Linked DNA regions of Sus scrofa: region 1 is linked to region 2. The links are chromatin contacts, called in public HiChIP or PLAC-seq maps. All regions are on one chromosome and are shown on one strand. Each heading gives the region's core, a stretch centred on a gene start, on an enhancer-like site or on the middle of the called end of the contact. The rest is flanking DNA. Distances are from core to core; before and after follow the strand shown. Region 1 overlaps LOC110256984 (a long non-coding RNA gene). Region 2 overlaps TCF4 (transcription factor 4).

Evidence for each region. HiChIP or PLAC-seq counts read pairs in DNA pulled down with a chosen protein or histone mark.
Region 1: a contact with region 2 is called in an H3K27ac HiChIP or PLAC-seq map of alveolar macrophages. The contact joins two enhancer-like sites. A contact is called at or near these places in 1 of 47 Hi-C or Micro-C datasets (alveolar macrophages) and 2 of 2 datasets of contacts at active chromatin or transcription factors (alveolar macrophages and skeletal muscle).

The regions. Positions count from the first base shown.
Region 1 is chr1:105,092,397-105,097,838 of Sscrofa11.1, reverse strand. The region is part of intron 2 of LOC110256984 (a long non-coding RNA gene); the gene reads left to right. Among named protein-coding and RNA genes, the nearest start is that of TCF4, 15 kb to the right of the region's middle. Within about 2 kb of position 2,653, at least 1 of the 83 cell types and tissues checked has an H3K27ac peak or open chromatin away from gene starts, as enhancers often do. A contact at or near this core is called in alveolar macrophages, where this site is marked.
Region 2 is chr1:104,919,462-104,924,371 of Sscrofa11.1, reverse strand. The region is part of intron 5 of TCF4 (transcription factor 4); the gene reads left to right. Among named protein-coding and RNA genes, the nearest start is that of TCF4, 160 kb to the left of the region's middle. Within about 2 kb of position 1,926, at least 4 of the 83 cell types and tissues checked have an H3K27ac peak or open chromatin away from gene starts, as enhancers often do. A contact at or near this core is called in alveolar macrophages, where this site is marked.

The DNA.
Region 1 (5,442 bases), core at 1,404-3,903, 170 kb before region 2:
CTAATTTTCTCCTTGCCTTGTAAATCTTTAAAGCTCTTGAGAGTAGGAGTTTAAGATGGGTGATGAGTTGTAGGCTTATGTGGAAAATGACTTAACCTGACTGTTTAAGAAACTGCATTGCTAGTAAGCCATAGGTCGAAACCCCTCAAAATATCGGTATATCAAAAACTTCTACAATGTTATCAAGGAGAGGAAGATAGATTTGGGGAATTTTCCTAAAGTGCTTGAATTCGTATTATCTTTTTCGTGGTCTAGGAGATTCTGCTAACAGCCCTGCTGATTTTCCATCAAGGGTACAGTGTGATGGAGTGTAAGGCAGGCTGCTCTCATTCATAGATCAACAGTGAAGGGGACAGATTTGTCGTTTTTATCAGCATTAGCAGAGCTAAGCACATTTGTTCACAGGTGTTAGGAATCACCATTTGAATGAAAAGGCGGACAGGGAAATCGTATTTGTCTAGTGAAAGCATAACAAGTATACACACAGTCTACACCCTAGTATATAGCATGACACAGTCTCTGCTGATGGTACCTGCATCAAAAAAATCTTGGCTGCTCTTTCCTTGAGTTCCTTCTTTAAATGGAATTAGCGGCTTTTAAATCCTTACGATAATCTTATTGATAGGATGGTGGCATTGTGTATCAGCAACAACATTTTCATGATCAGTTTGGGCCTGAACTTGTGAGATGATCCCTCCCAATTTTTAAGAACTAGAAAATGGGACTTGTGAAGAGTGGCATGTAAAATTCCTTGACAGGCCTCGGATTGGGACTCAGAGCATCTAATTCCAAAATTGTTTTAGTCTCTGGAGAAATAATATCTCCTGCATTTGTCCTGTTGATTCCTTGCGGATTAAATTTGCTAAGGAGGAGTTCCCATCGTGGCTCAGCTGAAATGAACCTGACTGGGAACCATGAGGTTGCGAGTTCGATCCCTGACCTCCCTCAGTGGGTTAAGGATTCGGTGTTCCCGTGAGCTATGGTGTAGGTCTCAGACGCGGCTTGGTTCCTGCATTGCTGTGGCTGTGGTGTAGGCCGTTGGCCACCGCTCCTATTAGACGCCTAGCCTGGGAACCTCCATATGCCCCGGGTGTGGCCCTAAAAAGACAAAAAAACCCCAAAAAGAATCGCTAGAGAAAGGCAGCCTTAGGCAGGGTTCACAGCAGAAACAATTGTTTTTTTGAATCCCCTGGCCTTGGAACATGGGAAAATCCCCCACTAGATCTTACACACATTTTCCTTAGAATTTGTTGGGAATTTTATTGTAAAATTCTGCTTCAAGGTGCAATTGATAATTTGACCTACTGACCTCAACACATTTTTTTTATCAGACATTTTTGTCACACACGACCGGATAGTCAGCAATATTGCCATTGGTTTACAGGTTTCCCTGGAACATGGGAATAAATTCTGGTGTGCCTATGAATTTTTTTCTTGTAAGAAAAGCAAGTGAGAAAACAAAATACTTGGAAAATGAATAAAATATGAACTTAAAATTCATTGCATTCCCCAAACAATAAGAAGATTTGGCATAAATATACTCACCTCTGCCCATTGTACCTAGAGTGCTATAGATATTGCTGAACATCTGGTGCATAGGGTCTCCCACTGTTCCATTCCCCTCTCCTCTGAGATATGCAGACAGACCCCATCAGCATTTCTAGGGAGGATAATATAATTATATCAATTTACTGGATTTTGATGTGTGAAGAATGAATTAGGTAGCACTTTCCTAGCAATAGGAATATATGCAAACAATGTTATTGAGTGAGCATTATGAATTAATTTAACCTAATTGTTAGTAGATAAATATTACCTAGTATTTCGATTGTCATCCCTCCACCAGAAGAGCAAGCATCGTTGAATAAATATGATTTTAATCAGGATCAGGTCTGGATTATTGGTTTATTTCTAGTCCAGATTTTTTTTTTCACTTAGAAAATATTTACCCTGCTTAAATTATAGATATTACCTGTTGTTTGGAGTGAATATTTTACAAAGCCATCTCAGATCTGTGTAGCTTAAAGTTTCCAATAACTAAGAAGGGAGAGGGGCTCGAATATCCATTTTTTTTCCCAAGATGTGTCCTCAAACCTGTGTCAGTGTACCTACTTCACGGCCTGCCTTTTGTAATTTTTCCAGCCATCATCATTTTTGCTTCTTCGCATTCTTCTGGCTTCTCTGAGAGAATCCTAGCCCACATTAGCTGCCCCTAAATGGTAACCATTATAAGGACCCCTCACCCACTTCTAATCCCACTCTACTTTTCAAGAGGACAAGGTGGGGGTCCCTACAACTGAGGTCACTGTTGGTCCTTCGTAGAAGTTGGTTTTTCATCTGTTGGCTACTGGAGATGCTGGGGTTCCCTTAACCTCTTCCTCAGTGAGATCATCCCCTGCCATTCTGCCCCCCCTTCCCAAATTCTTGTATACTTGTATCCTGCTGAGACAGGGTGGGCAATGCTCAGAAAGCAAAGACACTCTTTGTCCTGCTCTTACAGCCTGGACTAGAGCCAGCGCCAAGCAGGCTTCCAGCACTCCTTTCTTAACCCTTCGTTAGCCTACCAACAGAAAGCCCAGTAAGGTCCATCTTACCCACACCAGAGGAAGAAAAAAGAGGAAGACGAGGAAAGGAAGGAAACTGGCCCCCGCCCCCACCAAAGGCTCCCCAGTGTATGACCTTGACACATAGAAGGGTTTATTTCTCCAAGAATTCTGGGGTGGAGTTAGGGGTGTGGCAGAAAAAGGGAAGGATCTGCTGGAAATAAATTGATGAGGTGGCAGATTAAAACTTTCCCTCGGTATTTATGTGCAGAATCTTTATATCTAGTTGGCCTTTTTTAAATTATTAAGATATAGCAAGATAACAGTTATTCAGTGATAGAACAAAGGTTCGTCGAGTCCCTGTCCTGTTCAAGGACCTGTGTCTTTTGTGTGGCGTCAGTGGACACAGGAAGAATATGGCAAGGAGTCTGCCCTTTGGAAGCCTTGGGTTCCTAATGACGTGACATCCCATACTAGGGAGCTCCAAGGACATGACATTGATGACATGACCCTCAGTTGCCACAATTTGAACTTCTCAGTGATATGCAGTTAGAAGACCATCCAGCTGAAAAGCCCAGAAGTCAGAAGTGCTTTCTCAGGAGGAATTATTTCCTCTGCTGTGCTTTATAAGGGGGAGATAAACCCTTGGCTTCCTGACAATAAGATATACTTTTTGTGGTGTTTTTCTGGTCATAGGGATGGTGAGGACCTGCTCCACACTCTCGGTACCTATTTTCCTTAAAACTGACAGCAGGCCTTTTTTTAAAAAAGCGGGATAACCAGCAGTAGGAGTGCAGCCTGTGGTTATGAAATGGAATAATCTTAACTAGGAGTTTACTGACAATAGTGAATAGTTAGTGCTTTCCTGTCCCGTCTGCTGTAACTATTTTAATAGTCCCTCTTAGAAATATGCATTGAAATAAATTCCAAGATTGATGATACATTAATAATGTATTTCAGATATTATACAGAACTCTCAAAAACCTAACTGAATGTTTAAGTAACCATTCATAATTTACAAAGTTTGCGTGAACACGTTAGCTCTTTACACAGCTCCACAAAGCAAATAAAATGATCCTCATTTTTATAGATGAAGACACTGGTTCCAGGTTCAGAGCTTTGTCTAAAACAGTAGTTCTCTAGGGCGGTGATTTTGCTCCCCAGGGAATATTTGGCAGTATCTGGAGACATTTTTGGTTGGGGACGCTACCGGCATTTGTGAGTAGAGAGGAGAGATGCTGCTAAACATCCTACAATGCACAGGACAGCCTTTCACGTGGAAGAATTATCCAGTCCAGAATGTCAGTAGTTCCAAGGCTAAGAGAAACTGGTCTAGGATCACACTGTTAATAAGATCTGAACCCAGGCTTATTATCCTTAACCCAGTCTTTTTTCTGTTATCCCTAAAGCAGAGTGTTTTCATCTTGAATTGAATGGGGAAGCATTGCCTATTATATTTTATATTATGTTCGTTTTCTTCTCTTATTGCTGAACTCTTGGGAAGGGGTGGAAAATATACCTTGAGTAGACAAGGAAATGTTACCATATAGTATAAAATTGTTGCCAGTAACAATGGAAAAGCTTCCAGCATAATTCCCACCCACCTCCAACACACACTTTCCAACTTTATCCAACTCATTATATCTGCAGTTACAATTTTTTGGACTACAATGGGTGATAAAATTTCACCATGTTTTCCCAATTCTAACACTGAGATAGACCACATCTAGAAAAGATGGGAGGGAGGAATAAATGATTGATTAGCACGTGTGAGTTCCTAATTATCGATGGTAATGGCCCGTGGATGTAATGTGAATTTGCCAAAGCTGCTGATAACCCAAAAGTCATTTTTATTGAGATTTGGACTACAAAACATTTTTTTAAAGGAGAGTCATCTATCTAATAATTACGTTAATTTTGAGGTAAGCTATGATAGCAGTTATTTTTAATTCCCTAAATACACATCACTGTGAGGCAGGAGAGACATCCAAGAATGTGCTAGTCAGCAGGGGATGCCAACAAAGATTAAAAACTGGAACGGGATTTGTAAAGGAATAGCTTAAAAAACTGTAATACAGGCCAAGCCGAGCCAGGAACAGTGGAGTTAAGTCACGAATTCCAGAACCAGGCACCCTGGGTTCTAACCCAGCTCAGCTGGTTACCTACTCACTTTATGACCATGAGCGAGTTACTTAATTTCTCAGTACCCCAGTTTACTCAACTGTAAAATGGGTGTGTACTTCTGCCTACCTCATAGGGTGGTCTTAAGAACTAAATGTATTTAAAATATGCCTGGCACATAATGCGTGTGAATGCTTTATGTTTTCTACATTATGCAGGTGTTACTGCAAATAAAGCAAACCTATGTATAGTGATGTGAAAACATGGCATGAAATACTATTCAGTGAAAGAAGAAAAGAAATGCACAGCGCAATAATTATAGCACTGTCCCATTTATGTTTTCTAAAACCCTGATGACTAGATAGGTGAGTTGTAGGTGGTGGAGTGAAGAAGAACTTGACCCTTTTTTTCAATAAAAGATACTTCTTGCTTTAGGAGTAGGTGGACTCAGAGGCCACTTGGAAGCATATTTTCTTTTGCTTTTCTCAGTAATAGAATGTAAGGCCAAGAGACCAGATTGGCCCAGGGGAAGGGTGTAGAAGAACCTTTTAAGTTCCATTAAAGATTGGCTCTCCCAAGAGCACTAGGTAAGCACAGCTGGTCTCTTGGGAGGAGGTGGGCAAGCTGAAAGCGAATGAGTGAGCTGCCTGGGAGGACTGGCTTCTTCCTTTCTCAGAATAACATGGTTAGACCTTCTCTGACTGCTGTAATAGCATGATCATGTTGGAAGTCTGTCAGCATGAACATAGTCCAGTGGTCCTGAGGGAAAAGGAGCCTG
Region 2 (4,910 bases), core at 677-3,176:
AAAAAAAAGAATGATTAAGGTTTGCAAAAAAATAAAGGAAAATATCATCGTCACTATTTTTTAATAAGGGAAGAGTGAGCCTGATGAAGTAGGACCTGTTGCTTTACGAATAGCAATGCCTGCATCTGGTAAGGACGTGGATTTGACAGCTGCATTGCTGACCTGGAATTAGACTCCCCTGTGGAATTCAGGTCAGCGTTTACACCCAAGAAGTTTTACCATCTTTGACAATTTAAGCAAAAAGAGTATGAAAGCACTTAGGAACAATTTAGAGAACCAGAATCCCAGCAGAATCAGAGGAACAAACCTTCTCAGTGGGGAGGTGTTGGGGGCATAGTGATAGAGCCTTAAAATTTTCAGAGAGATGTCATGTCAGACTTAGAAACGAGTTGTTTGATTTAAGGTAGTTGATCTTAGAATACCTACTGCTTTAACTGGCTGCTTCTTCTCTCACATCTTAGAAAACGAAAAACAGAAAAATGAAAAACAAAAACAGCTCTTCTTCATTCTTTTGATAATCCTCAGAATTTTCAGCTTATTTTAACTTGCTCATTCTGGAATCTTTCCTATTGTTTCTTCATTCACCTTTTCTCTTTCCTGATTCCCTTTCCCTGTGCTTAGAAATGTACCAATGGATAGTCTGTCCTCTGGCAGTGATCGTCAAAGTGTGGTTCATAGACCACATACGTCAGGTCTCTTGGGATCACATTCAAATTGGGACGGACACACTACAGGTTTACCAATCAGCACCTCCATCAAGTGTACTCGAAGAGCTTTCCTGAAACTACCTAGTCTCAAAGGTAGTTTGCCATCTAAGGTAGCACAGCTTCAAACTCCTTGTTTTTTCCTCTAGCCCGTTCTTTTTGCCTTTTGAAACCCACCTCCTTCAGCATCCACCATGTCAAACACCCCGAACTCTCTCTCTCTTTTCCAGTACTTTCCCTGCCAAACTACCCATCATTTGGGCATTATTTATTTGAATGAGCCAGAAATGCAACAGGATCTGTCTGAGATTCCTAGAGATAGGGTTGAGATCCACTTTACTCTCTGCCAGGAAAATAGTTTTCCTTAACAGCTGGAGAGGTCAAATGTCTAAAATGGATGTGCGGAGAAGAGTGGTCTAATATTAATATGATGTGAATAATATAGCTTGTAACATTCAAGGTCAGCATGTCTAATTTCCCCTGTCTGGGAACCCCCCAGCCAGCCATGTGTAGAGAGAGAAATTCCAATCGCCAGAATCTTCAGCTTCAAGGAGACAGGTAGCTGTTACCTGCCTGTGAACAGCTGAACCATCCAAGCTTTAATAGACTGCAGTTAGTCATGTCAGGAAACAGAGGACAGAGTTCCCACTGTGGCTCAGTGGTTTATGAACCCGACTGGTACCCATGAGGATGCAGGTTCGATCCCTGGCCTCGCTCAGTGGGTTAAGGATCTGACATTGCCGTGAGCTGTGGCATAAGTTGAAGACGCATCTGGGATTCTACCCCTAGCCTGGGCACTTCCATATGCTGCAGGTATAGCCCTAAAAAAAAAAAAAAAAAGAAAGAAAGAAAAGAAAAAAAAAAGAGAGAAAAGAAACAAGGGAAGCTGCAGATTTGGAGAGTGGAGGCTGAGTCATCAGGATTGAGGAAGATTTACTGCTGACCAGTCAGATAAGTGAGATTTTCAAGAATCATCATGGAAGAGATGGCAGTCTCCTCTTAAATGAGAGAACTGTGAGGGTCTAGCATGTCACCTATTACTAAAACAGGGTCCCTGTTTTGTCCTAACTCAGCATCTGAAGTATAGTCATTTATGTTCTACAAAAATGATTTGAAACTTCTGCAGGGACTTTCAAAGGAAGAAATGGGGAAGACTGCGTGAGATGGGTGGTGCTGACATTGTGTGTGGCCAGGGCTTGAGTCAGAGAGCTTCAACCCCCCGTGCGAGGAGGTTTGTTTCATTTGGGGCAGCCCTACCAAGATTCATTTCATTATGTGCTTTCTGTGGGCCTTTTGTGGTCCTTGTTTCCTTTTTTTGGCTATGAATATATTTTCAGATTTTAAAATTCCCCTTCATTGATGGAATATGTTTAATATCCTTATTTTTTACAGTTCTTTTTAAATTAACTTGTAACTTTTCTCCATGAATATTTCTTTTCTGTAAGTTTTCTACTTTTTGATTGTCTGTTTTTAGATGATTAAGATGTTGCTCTCTACTTCCCCTTCTTTCCCTCGATGGGGCTCTCATTGATTTACCAAAATCACTCTCCAGTATGAATCAGGAGGCGCATGGTGTAACAATATCTTCTAGGTTATAAAGCTCAAGCCAAGGGAACAAGATTGTTTCTTGACACCAAACATTATTCATCCTCTTAATTTCGAGCCTTGTAGCTTGAAATCCATGGTCTGTGATGAAATGGAGGCAATTTCTCTGAGCCTTACTGTTCTCATCTTAAAAATGACGATGATGAGATCTTCTCAGAGCATTGTAATGAAGATTAAATGAGATATATGCATCTAGCACAGGGCCTAGAAATAGGAGATTCTTAATAAATGTAATTTCATTTCTTTTTCAATTTCTGTAAAACTCCAGGGAACATTAGTAAATGTCTAGGTGTTTTTAAAAAAAAGAAAAAAGAAAGAAAGATCATAAGTTTGGTGTTAAGTTTGAGGTACTTTTATGCCATTCAAGTGAAGATACCTAGTAGGCAGTTGGGGTTATGGGTGTAAAGATGAGAGAAGTCTGAGCAAAAGGTTTTCCACTGAAGGAGTCTTCAACGTATAGACGCAAGTTGATGATGTAAGGCTGCATATGGTGTCTCAGGTAACAAGGAAACCTAGGGCCTCACAATTGAAGAATTGTCAACATTTCAAGTCTTTAGCTTGAGAATGAAAGAACCTCCAGAAGTAGGAGCCAAAGGAAATGTGTTGTCATGGAAGCCATGTCACTCATGTTTTTATTTTTATTTTTATTTTTTTTATTTCTCCAATGCATTATTATTTTTTTCTATTGTACAGCATGGTGATCCAGTTACACATAATCTCACTCATATTTTTAAGAAGGAGGGGGTGCGAGTGTCTGGAAAGACAGAAGATTGCCAAAGAAGATGAGAACTGAACATTGTCTGTTGGCTTTAATTACTTAATGGCCATGGTTGATTGTTGCTGAGAGTTTTCTTGGAGGAATCATGGCATCGGAAGACTCTACTCCCCCATTCCTGTAGAACTGAGTTATTTTTCCCCTGACCTGACTGAGTAGCCATCTTTTATATTTCTAATGTGATTTTTTTTCTTTATGGTTTATAATGATCATTGTTTATACTTAGCCTCATTCTCATAATGAATTATCAGTTTCCTGAAAACAGAGGTCATGCAAAGTACCATATAAATTTCACCTAGTAAGTATTTAACAGTTCAGTCTCAGAATCATGGTTTCTACCCTAACAAGGCAGGCTGCTTTGTCTCTTCATCTCTCCATCCACCCATCCATTCATTCACTGAAGAGCAGTTTATTTACCACCTGTATACCATGTGGCAGACACATTTTGGGCCTATGTGAATATAGTGGTGAACAAAAGATATTGCCTTTCTGCATAAAACTTATGGTGGAGACATGATAAAGAATAAATACATATTCTGAGTGCCCTTAACATTTAAGGTATTTGTTCCTCAGAACATCCACTTGACGTAGATGTTATTTTAGTTTTTTTGGGGGGAGATAAGGAAATGGAGGCCCCAAGATATTCAGCAACTTGCCAAGGTCATTAATTCATTAGAAATGGATTTGGGATTCAAATCCAGGCCGTTAATCACCCCACTGTACCGCAAAATGTTTGGCACAGAATAAACTACTATTACTACTTTTATTACTACTACTAATGTTATTAATAGTAATTATTCCTTAGCCTAGGGATCATTGATTCCAATTAGGATAAGGAAACAGAGTCTACCTAGCTATTGACAAAACTAAATTTAGAAGTCAAATTTTCCTGTTCCCAATGCAATGCTTTTCCCTCAGATAATACCTCTTCCTTAAGGGAAGGAGTGTGAAGGGAGGAAGAGGTAGAAGAAGGATGGAAGAATGAAGGAAGGGGCAAAGAGAAAGAAGGATGCGTGGAAGAGATGTAGGAAGGAATTAAATTTGTTTGATATGGGAGTTTTTATTTTAACAAACTTTATGTGATTTTTCATGTTCATTTCCCTATATTCTCAAGAGGGTTATCCTTATAATAAGAATATTTTGATGCAAAATAGTCATAGTCCATTTCATAGACTAGCAAAAAATAATTTAGGAGCTAGGAGACCCTTAGCTATTTTAAAGTAAAAGATTTTATTTTAGAAAGTGTATTTTTGATGGTATTTGCAATGTGAAGGCATTGGTTGGAAGATACACTAGAAGCTTTGTTTACCAACAGCCAAGTCTTTGTGGAGTGTGTGTGTGTGTGTGTGTGTGTGCGTGCGTGCACACACACGCACGTGCACAGGATGTATAAAGAGTATGTACTTGTTTTATAAAATTTTGGGAATGTTGAATTTACTTTGGATATATGCTTTGGGGAAGAGGATACTGGAATATTTTTCTGGGATGGGAAAGTTTTTGTACTTATATGCAAGGCTGCTCTAATATCAAACACCATATTTAAGCATCACAAATATACACTAAGCAAGGGACAGATGCACAAGGAATTTAAGCAGAGTTTTTCTAAATGGCAAATAATTAGAGGGGAACAGATGCCTATGGGCAGCAAAGGATGAAATGAGGTACCAGGAATTTTAAAAGGGAGATAGAAATACATATGTAGAATGCAGTTGCTCTCAAGGATGTTTAAGCCTAGAGGCTGTTCTTTCCCAAAGTTATGTGTTTTTGTGGGTTTCGACATTAAATTTTGTACTCTCTTTACCTATATTCCCCAAAGAAATAGATCA